2 separate regions of the Sus scrofa genome follow, and region 1 is linked to region 2. Evidence: chromatin contacts called from public Hi-C data. All regions are on one chromosome and are shown on one strand. The core of a region is the stretch at or near the end of the contact, and the rest is flanking DNA. Distances in the headings are between cores, read along the strand shown. Region 1 overlaps PRSS12 (neurotrypsin). Region 2 holds the start of PRSS12 (neurotrypsin).

Region 1 (5,228 bases), core at 112-2,611, 72 kb after region 2:
GGAAAGGATTGAACGTTTTTGCAAAAGGGTGATTATGGAATCCAAGCCTGGTAAGAAGGGATGTCATAAGCAGAGTGAGATTGAAATGAAAAAACTAGAGGCACCCAAGGACTAAAGTCCAGTGTCGTTCAAGAACTGTACAGCTGTGAAACTATAAAGATAGGACGTAGTTGAGTATGAGGTGCTTGAAATTGAGACTTCAAAAACGTGTCGTATTTGGTGAGTATCAACTCCAGGTGGGGGGCTGAGATGAAGTGGAGGATGTACTCTGCACGTGAGGAGGTTAGGGAACTAAATGGGAAAGAAAATTGCCGGGAATTGAGTCATTGAGAACTTTGTAAGTAGCAGTAGAGGGGAAGTGGGCAGGGGCTGAACTCTTCAGTGAGAAAAGAGGAAGTGACCAGGAGGTGGGCCAGATCCTGTACTCTAGGTTGGTGATTCTAAAATGTGGAAAATTTGTACCTTAGTGTTTATTTGGCAATGTCTGAAGACATTTTTGGTTGTCAGACTAGGGTGGTGTGTGTGTGTGTGTGTGTGCGCGCGCGCAGGCTACTGGCCTCTAGTACAGGGATGCTTTTAAACATCATGCAATGCACAGCACAGCTCCTTAGAATAGAGAACCATCTGGCCCCAAATGGCAGTAGTGCTGAGGTTGAGAAACTGCTTTCAGCAGATGTATCAGAATCAAGGTTATGTTGGCTGAAAAACAGGCTGAGAACTCTCAATCAAGTAAATACTGTGTTTCTATTTTAATTGAATAGTTTCTATGGAAAAAAGACACGCTCATTAAAAAATATACATTTTTTCATTCACTAAATTAATAAACATGTACTACATTGCTACTTAAGTGGCATCACTATTCTAGATGTGGAAGACAAATATCCCTGCCCTTGAGTCCGTCTTACTCAGGCAGAGGGAGACAGAGAACAACATATGTAAAAAATAGCAAATTGGATTGTTGTCAAGTACTGTTTTCAAAAAAAAAAAAGGAAAAGTAGAGCAGATGAGAGACTAATGAGTGAAGAAAAAAAGTCATGACAGTGGGTTAGAGTAGGAGGAGAGTGGTGAGGTCAGAGAAATGTAAAGTTAACCTTATAAAAGGGGTTAATAATTTGGAAGAGAGGCTTGAAAGTATCTGTCAAACTTCCTGGCAGATAGTGACCAGTTTTCAACATCTGAGACACCTTAGCTCTCTCTGCTTCTCAGGTATGGCAACAGCACGAGGAACTATGCTGTTCGAGTTGGGGATTATCATACTCTTGTGCCAGAAGAGTTTGAAGAAGAAATCGGAGTTCAGCAGATTGTGATTCACAGGCAGTATCGACCGGACAGCAGTGACTACGACATTGCCCTAGTTAGGTTACAAGGTCCAGAAGAGCAATGTGCCAGATTCAGCAGCCACGTTTTGCCAGCCTGTTTGCCGCTCTGGAGAGAGAGGCCACAGAAAACAGCCTCCAATTGTTACATAACCGGATGGGGCGACACAGGTAACATAACAAAAACAAAGGAACAAACAAGACCTGGGCACTTCCTCGTGTGTGAGATTATCCATACATTGGGGTGTAGAGTGGGGAATAAAATCTTAAAGGGGTTGAGGCTTTGTTGTTTGCTAACTATGCCAAGTGAGATGCAAGCATGTAATTTGGATTCATCTGCTGAGGGTACTGTGATTCCTATTAGAATTTAGGCCCTACCTCAGGACTAGGGCCTGGCTAGCAGTATTTTAAAAGGCTTTCCCACATGACTTTGATGTAGCTACCCCAGGAGGGGGCTTTGGTGTTTGACGGTTCCTTTGTAATGGTGGAGCACTTTTTCACACTAAATCTTATGGAGAATTCCTAAATAAAGAGCAGACAAAAAGTAGAGCTACCAAGGTTCAAGGGGAGGGATCCAACCCCCTTGAGTTTCTCCTTCATTGCCACCTGCTTCCCGTTCTTCCCATCTTCCCATCCTCGAGCAGGAGTGTAGTGTTCAGTTTATGTTCTCTCAGGCAAACAGCTTTTGAAAGTAGTGTTGCTAGAGTTAACCTCGACTGATGTTTGCTCAAGATGGTCTCTGAAACGGAACTAGGTCTCACCTGGACTAGGTGATTGATCACAAATGACTGTTGAGTACGGAGAAGTGATTAAGCTGACTGCTCTCCATTAAAAATCATTAGCACTGTTAACTATACTCTTGCAAAGAGCATCAAATATGTATTTCCACAGGTGATAATCCCAGTGAGGTTTTAGTGAGTAATTATTTCAGTGTTCATTTTATCTCATGCTACCTGAAATCTGGACTGGAGCTAATGCAGTGACAGTGCCAAACCCTTAAGCCACTGCACCACATGAGAACTCCCATAATGTCTTACAATGAATTATTCCAGTTGAGTAAATTGGATTGGAGAATAACGGTGAAATTTAGATCCAAGAAAAGGCTATCATGGGGGACCTATCAATTAAACATTTTGGTCACTACACAAAGAACTAGTGGCTTACTAGTAAATAATGAGTCCTGGACTTCCCCGGTGGCTCAGTGGGTAAAGGATACGATGTTGACACTCCTGTCGTACAGGTTCAGTCCTGGGCTTGGGAAATTCTGAATGCTGAGGGTTATGGCCAAAACCAAAACAAAATATCAAGTGGTTAAACTTAAGCCTATTTGTACCCTATTTGTTTCTGAATCATTTTTATAAAATACCACATTTCTATTTAGGATAGTAATTGTCACTTAAAATCCTCAAAAGTCAGTGAAGTAGATGAGTCTTAGAGGAATGGATATGCTAATACAAAACCAGCATGAATGCATCCTCAGTGTTTTTATAGAGAATGCAAATTCTAAAGCCTGCACAAATGTGCTTGCTCTTAGGCAAGTCCATAAATGTCACTCAAGTATTCTTCAAAAACCTCAGTACTGAGAAACAGCTTAGTGAAGGGTTTAGTTAAGTGCAGACGTTAAAAAAAAAAAAAGAAAACCAACCATTTAGGTTATCACTAATTTAAACTATACTAATGCCATAATAGGGCTTATTTCAAAACTATTATAAGTGTTTTTTAAACTGTTGCATTTAATTTTTCTAAGATTGTTAGCTGGAGTCTAACTCAATTATTTGGCCTGCATAGGACGAGCCTATTCCAGAACTCTGCAACAAGCAGCCATCCCCTTACTTCCCAAGAGGTTTTGTGAAGAGCGTTATAAGGGTCGATTTACAGGAAGGATGCTCTGTGCTGGAAACCTCCATGGACACAAACGTGTGGACAGCTGCCAGGGAGACAGCGGAGGACCCCTCATGTGTGAACGGCCAGGAGAGAACTGGGTTGTGTATGGGGTGACCTCCTGGGGATATGGCTGTGGGGTCAAGGATTCCCCTGGTGTTTATACCAAAGTCTCAGCCTTTGTACCTTGGATAAAAAGTGTCACCAAACTCTAGTCCTTCATGGAAACCACAAGAAAACAGTATTTAAAGGAACTGTTGGGAAATTTTCAGCATTGGCATTTAGCCAGACATGCCAACTAATGGGAATGGAGAGAGACCCATAATTCTCTGTATTTTTTTGTGATAAAAATTGGGTACCCTTTGCTGCTTGAGAATTTTTGATGAACATTTTGGTTACAGATACCTCAATGTAGTACTGATGGTCCTTAATTAGCATTGTTGTCTACGGAAATTAATTTCACCAGAGACTAAATTGTCAGTTGACTTGTCTCTGCCCATTTTTCAGCATTCTCCAGATTATGTTGATTGTGCAATAAGGCTTTTTCCACCTTTGGACTGAGAACTCCCTTATAATTGAATAATATGGTATATGCCCATCCCTTTAGGAGTGGCATTGTTTTCTGTTTGTACAATTTTTAAGCTCAGATTTTTTCCAAAGGCTGTTAAGAAAGGCAATATGATCTTTGACAAACTGAGGAAATTAAAGGTAGAAAAATTAGTATCATTCTCACAATACATTCCTGAATGAAGCCTTTGTACCAAGCACCATTGCAACTAAAGAGAAAAATATTCCAGCTACTTTGTATGTTGCTACCACAACTGTCATAATAAAGAATGCTTTCCATTTGTTTATAATTTATCCATCATATTTGCTAATGTGACCTGCTTGGTTGCTTTTTATCACTTCAGATTTACAGCTTGATAAAGTGTTTTTTCCTTAGCAGCATGCTGTTATACAGACTATGATCCAAGAGTGACATCTACCGCAATTTTCTGGTAACTGACTTGAAATCTGCAGATTTCCTAAGACTATCCTGTCATAGTCCTAATAACACTATTAAAAAATGCTTTCCCTGCTACAGTGTGGGTAAGCTTTAAAATGACTGCTATACCACATACCAGTAACAATGTACTAGGCAGCTACACACCTGGCTGACAATTTACAAAGGCTGGTAAGATTTCATAATATCTCTAGTTTTCAAATGGGTTAAAAAGCAGAGACCAGCTGATGCAAATGCCCACAATGATATCCTCCTCCCCATGGTTTCTAAAGGGATAGCTGCTTACTATGAACTTACAGGGCTTTCTTGGTAGCAGTGCAAAAATCTCTGCCCATATATGAAAGGTCAGCTCCCCAAGATACTTGAGTAAACCTCATGAGATGAGGTGATTGATGATAATCATGAGTTCTTCAAAAAACAATTTTTATCTCCAATAGATGCATTAAAACAAAAACAAAACAGTCTTAGATGTGGGTGCAAACTGTAGGGTTATGGGTAAGTAATCCTCTTGCAGTGGCTAAGACCATAGAGAGACTTCACCGTTTTGCTTCTGCATCACATTGTGTCCTTTTCGTAAATTCTGAGCTTTGTACAAAACTGGTGCTAATCTGAAAGTGCTTTATAGTTTAGTATTTAGAACAATTGCAATGCAGTGTCAAGTAGAATAGCATTAGAACATTTTCTAAACAGGCATTTACATCTAAAGACAGTTATAGAAAGTGCACACTTGCACAAGGGCTTGGGAAAAATGACCAACACCGGTGAAAAAAATCTTAGTGTAACTTTCTCACTCTTGTAATTAAACTGCATTGCTGCTGCAAGCAACATTTATATTGAAATTTTAGCTAGACCAGATATTGGCCAACTTAAACGGACTGTTAACGGGTGGTCTGCAGTTCAGTCTTGAGGTAGAAGACTTGGTTTGTAAAATACCTTTATTATAGCTTAATTTTCTCTTGTTACATGTGACTTGTTAAATGTAAAGATACAAATGTTTAGTGCACATCGATGTAAATAAAGTGCACAGC
Region 2 (5,692 bases), core at 173-2,672:
AACTCCCAAAAACATCTTGAATAAAGATTTGATAAATACATTCTTGGATTTCTATTATCATTTATTTGCCCAATTATCTCTGAATCAAGATCAAATATTTCATTAATAGGATAGAAAAAATTAAAAAAACAATGATTCAAAAATGTTAAACTAAGATGGATTATCTGAGCTGGGTTTAAGGAATTAATAAGTTTCTAACTGAAATCTGTTTTAACAATAACATCATGCTGAGGTTTCCTTTAGAATACAGTATATTATGGGTGGAGTTCAAGAGACAGACTACCCTGGGCTCAAGCCTGCTCAGGACAGAATCAGGTGGGGTGTGAATAAACATGTTTAACAACAACAGTAACAACAACGAAACAGAACACAATGAAACATGATTATGCCAGAAAGTAAAATATTACCTTCTTCACAGCCTTCCTTTCTCTTGTTAACTTTAGTGGCAAAGACAGAACAACTGAAAGGGGAAATCCTAAAACATCCATCTCCTGTGATCTTTTAAAAAATTCTAAGCCAACTTTTTTTGTGGCTGGAGGGGAGAAGTAGGGGGAGCTGTTGAAAAGGCTTTGCTAAGGTCGACAGCAGCTACAAAATTGCTGGCGGGCACGGTCCACTTCGGAGAGGCAAATGAGTAGGCTTAACTCAAGTCCCTGCCCCGGCAAAAACGAAGCAGGTGTTAGAGGGATGGACTTTTTGGAAAGGATGGAGACCCGGACGGATGAAGTCTTTGTTGGTTAGAAAGGAAATTTGGTATTAAGAGGACCTCGCTGAATCCAAATAATAACCAAACAACTGATGTTGTTCAGGACACCGGGTGGAAAGTGGGAGGCAGGAAATAGAAAAAGGCTCAAGCTGATTTCCCTGGGTCGGTTCAGGAATTTAATTTCAGCAAATGTTTATTGGAGCCTAATAAGTGTTGGCTACGGTGTTAAGCACTGGGATATAAAGCGGAACGAAACGTGGTCTTGTCCTTGAGGAGCTCACAGCTCAATAAAATGGCTTCGACATTCCTCCTGGGCTTTGATAACTTTTACCCTGGGACTTACCAGGGGAGAGGTGCAACTAAATCCATCCACACGTTTCTTCTAAAGATTTCAAAACAGGGGAAACGAGGCTCGGCACGGGGTGGGGAGGAGGATGAGAGATGCTGCAGAGGCTGGTGGCAGGCTCGGCAGCCGCCAGACGGGAGCTACGGGGGTGCCGCCTGCAAGCAAGGGTCAGCCAAGACAGACCCCCGCGTTGGCACCCACGGGCTAGACTCCAGCCCAGAGAGACCGCCGCGGTGCCAGCAGCTGGTCTGGCCAGACCCAGCGGGCTGACAGCCGGGAGCCGGGCAGGGGCAGCGCTGAGGTGCGGCTCCGGGGCGAGACTGCAGGCCCCGCGCCCGCAGCCAGGGGGCAGAGTTCCCGGACCCACACCACTGCCGGCTACCTGGGGCTCGGGCCCCACCACTGCCCGCCGGGTCCGCGCCTTCTCTTTGCGGGTCCTCTTCAACAGCGAGGCTCCGCGGGGCTCAAGATTTCCCCTCCCGCGACGGCTCCGGAGGTCCATGAGCAGAGGCGCGGCGGGGGACCCGCGGCAGGAGGCGAAGTGGGGAGGGGCAGGCGGTCAGCGCGCGCGGGACGGGAGGGGGCTCGAGTGGGGGATTCAGGCGACGCGCAGCCCCGCCCCCGCCCCCTCCTCTCCTCCCCTTCAGAACCCGCCGAGCTGGGGGAGCATGGACCAAACCCCGCTGCTCTGGCACCATGACGCTCGCCCGCTTCGCGGTGGCTCTGATTTTCGGGGCGCTCCCCGGAGTGGTCAGCTTTAATCCAGTCCTCAATTTTCCCCTTCACCATCGCCATCGCCATTCGCCCCCTCCAAGTCCCCGGTTGCCTTATCACTTTCCTACCCAGCAGCGGCCGCAGAGGACGCCTCCGCCGCCCCTTCTCCCGCGCGTCCTGCGCCCCCCGCCTGCGCTCCATGACCCGCGCCTGCACGCTGTCCACGCCGGGCACACGCCCCGACCGCACTCCGGGGACTGCCCCGCCGGCGAGCCCTTGGTCAACATGACGGACTTCGGCGCCCCTTGTCTGCGTTGGGCAGAGGTGCCACCGTTCCTCGAGCGGTCGCCCCCGGCGGGCTGGGCTCAACTACGAGGGCAGCGCCACAACTTTTGCCGGAGCCCCGACGGCGTGGGCAGACCCTGGTGCTTCTATGGGAACGTCCACGACAAGGTGGACTGGGGCTACTGCGACTGCAGATACGGTGAGTGGCGTCAGGGCAGCGGCAGCGACTCGGGACTGGCGGGGTGCCAGCCTGGCTAGGACAGGCGTTAGGTGCTCCTTGCAGAGAGAGGGTGGGAGCGGGTGCGGTTGCGGGTTTGCACTGCTCAGTGTGATGCCACTGTTACCAGCCAAATACATTTGTGCCTTGACTTTGAATTAGCAAGGTACGCTTTGTGTGTGAAGGTTATCTGGGGTGATAGTTTCTCTGCAAGGTGCTGGGCTCTGGGTTCCTGGATAAGGTCTTGTCTCTGGCCACTGTGTATGTGTATGTCTTGTGCGTGTGCGTTGGATGGATGTATGTTCTCTGGATCAGCTTGCCTTGAGAATGTCACCATGTTTACATAGAAGAGGCAAAGCAAAGAAAGAGTTTCTAATTGTTTTGGAAAGAGACATATTAAATCTAATATGACACCTTCCCCAGTCTCCACAGACCCAATTTGGGAAAGTGTGGTAAAATTTCTGCCTTACTCCCACCATTGACATGTGTTTGAAAAAGCCTGGCAAAATTTTCCGGTCAAAATACAATTTATCTATATGATGTTCACGTTCTGGGGCACAGTATGGTAAATATCACCAGTGAGTGAAGAAAAAGGAAAGGGAAAAGAGATAGGAATAGTAACTGTCTTAGAGAAGAAGCAACTTGATACAGTCAAGTGCAGTTTTCAAGAATGCCAGTATTCGGCTGTATATGTTATTTGTGGAAAATCAGGATTAGTTGATGATGAGATAAAGTTGGTAAGATGTTTTAGTTTTGTGGTAATAAAAGCATCCACATTAATAGATTTAATGTAAGTAAATAGTCTGCTTGAGCAGTGCTTAAATTTGAGTTGTTGGGGTTTTGTTTAATAGTAGGACTCCCTCCCCCTTTGTTAGCTTTGGAAGAAAAACCTTATGTCCTTCAAAGTTTGGATTTTTCTTAAAAAAATTTTTTTTTGGCTGCTCTTCTGTGGGACAGGGATTTCGTCAGTCGTGATTCTACGATATGTTGTACTTTGTACCTTTTGGAGGTACTTTGGAGGTTAACTTTCACAGGGCCATTCTTTCCCTTCAGAAATTTTTATTTATCTGTGCCTTCGATTGCATTAGTGCTTTGAGTTAAAGGAAAGTGATAGCAAGGTTAAGATCAATTATCCTTCATCCTAGAGAATGAAGTCATTGCTAGACTTGTGCCTCACAGACAGAATGCCAATGTGGCTGTAAAAAATTTGAGATTATATCAATCAGAGAGCCCTAGCAATGTTTCACTGTTTACTGTAAGAGCTTATTTATAGTAAAATCCATGTTTAGCAAACATTGACGGTTTTTTCATTTTTCTATTTTATAGTTCATGTTACCTATTATATATACAGAAAAAAATGTAATGCAGAGTTAAAACACTGTATAGTAATCTGCTTTCTCTTTCTGAGACATAACTCTTTTAACTTTATTCTGGATGAGAAGAGTAGCTTGTCCTTTGATTCTCTTCACCCTCTTGTGTTGAAAAGAAATTTAAAACTAAGAGCAGCACAGTCTTTGTGATGCCTTTATGTTCATAGCTAGTTCTCACCATACAAGACTCCAAATACTGCATAATAGTGTGTGTACTTCCTGAAGTGAAGTGGTTGAACACAAGAGAAACAAAAGAAACCACCCAAGATGGGAGATAAATGCCCCTTCTCCAAAAACAACAACGATAACAACAACAAAACCAACCCAGGAAAGCAATCTGCTGGCATGTAATAATTTAATTGCTTTAACAGACTCAGTCTTGATAACTCATTCTTTCATTTACTCCTTGGGCATAACTCATACCTTCAAAATGACTGGCATATTCCAAACCTTATGGCTTTCTTGGTTTTACACTTCAGTCAGGAGTGTGAACAAAGCTATTTTTCATGGAGTGGTGAAAAGAATATGGAATTGTGCTTTTGAAAACTCTAGTGTCTGCCTTAGTTCTGCCAGTAGCTATGCAGTGTTGAGTAAGACTCTTACCCCCCAGAGCTTTAGTTTACTTATCTGGAGAAAGGCGGTTTTTAGAATAGATTGATTCCGGGACTTTCTCAGCTCTGAGCATATACCAAAACAGCCTGGATTGATAATAACAGATAGTATTTATTGAGTATTTACTCTGTACTGGATGCTGAGCTAAGCATTTTATATATTAGTGTTCTCATTTAATTCTCATAGTGACATTATAAGATAGAGCACATTTCATTCCACAGCTCATTTTGTTCTTCACTTACAAATATCTATGCATTCTAATGATCCTATTTTTGTAGCTTAAAGACTAGTTTAAAAGAGAAAGAAAATTATGTTTGGTCCAATGCACATGATTTCCAGTTTGTTATGATTTGAAAAGATCCAGGGTTTTCTTTTTCTTTTCTTCCTTTTCCTCTTTCTTTCTTCCTCTTCCTTCCTTCTTTTCTTTCTTTCTTTCTTTCTTTCTTTCTTTCTTTCTTTCTTTCTTTCTTTCTTTCTTTCTTTCTTTCTTTCTTTCTTTCTTTCTTTCTTTCATCTCTCTCTGTCTCTCTCTCTTCTTTCCTCCCTCCCTTCCTTCTTTCTTTTTCTTTTTGAAAAAACAGCTAGGACAAAAGGAAAGAAACGTTATTGTCATGAAATCTCTCCTAGAAAAAATCAACCTGAGGCCAGAGTCACATATCTGGCTGCATGAAGAGAAGTGAGGAAGTTGGTGCCCTAGGTGGAGTTGGTTTAAGCCTAGTTGAACGGGTTGGCAGGGAGATCTCGGGAGAGCCAGGGCAGGTCATGGACACTCCAGTGACTCAAATGTCTGGGACTAAGAAAGATGATGGGCCCTGGTTGTGTGAAACTAGTAATAAAGAATCATTCAGGGAAGGTGTGTGGGGGGGATTGCAACACCCTGAATCACATCTGGGAGTTAGGTCTCTTAATGAGCATTAGAATCACCTGGGAATTTGTTAAAATACAGATACCTGAGTTCTAGCCACCAGAGGCCCCGATTAAGTAATCTAAGGAATCTGGCTTAGTTATGTGCATTTATAATGTGAGTTAGGATGATTTTCATGCTGAAGACCCTTTGCCACAGTCAGGGAAAACCTTGGGAGGGCATCAAGGACCCACCCAAGCTGTGTGGTGGTGGGTGATCCTCTTAACTGAGTCCACTTTCTGTGATGTAATCCTGCCAGATTTAGCATCAGGCAGAATGGAAGCCTATGGTAACTTTCTGTGTGGTTTTCAAAAATGGCACCGCAGTTTTTTTATTTGACCGGTGTGGGACGATAACAGCTTGGTTCATCAGAATATGATTTTCAACTGAATGTGAGGCAGATTAATTTCACATTTCTACAGGAAGAATTAACAGGCAACTGATTTCCCCCAATAATACTTTGCATCTTTGCAATAATTTAGTTTCCTGACTAAATGGGGAAATCCCTTTTCCAGTTTCTGGTTGGCGTAGCAGGTGG

What was found. Hi-C and Micro-C count contacts between places; a contact is called where the count stands out from the background.
Region 1: a contact with region 2 is called in a Hi-C map of liver, with 2.2 times the contacts expected there. The contact joins the enhancer-like site here to the promoter of PRSS12 in region 2. A contact is called at or near these places in 1 of 5 promoter capture datasets (liver), 7 of 47 Hi-C or Micro-C datasets (alveolar macrophages, embryonic fibroblasts, epiblast stem cells and 3 more) and 1 of 2 datasets of contacts at active chromatin or transcription factors (skeletal muscle).

The regions. Positions count from the first base shown.
Region 1 is chr8:105,191,905-105,197,132 of Sscrofa11.1, forward strand. It overlaps PRSS12 (neurotrypsin), which reads left to right. Exons shown (of 13, transcript XM_003129227.4): 12 at 1,207-1,487; 13 at 3,105-5,228. The coding sequence ends at 3,412. Among named protein-coding and RNA genes, the nearest start is that of PRSS12, 73 kb to the left of the region's middle. Within about 2 kb of position 1,362, at least 12 of the 83 cell types and tissues checked have an H3K27ac peak or open chromatin away from gene starts, as enhancers often do. A contact at or near this core is called in alveolar macrophages and liver, where this site is marked.
Region 2 is chr8:105,120,107-105,125,798 of Sscrofa11.1, forward strand. It overlaps PRSS12 (neurotrypsin), which reads left to right and starts at 1,423. Exons shown (of 13, transcript XM_003129227.4): 1 at 1,423-2,250. The coding sequence starts at 1,749.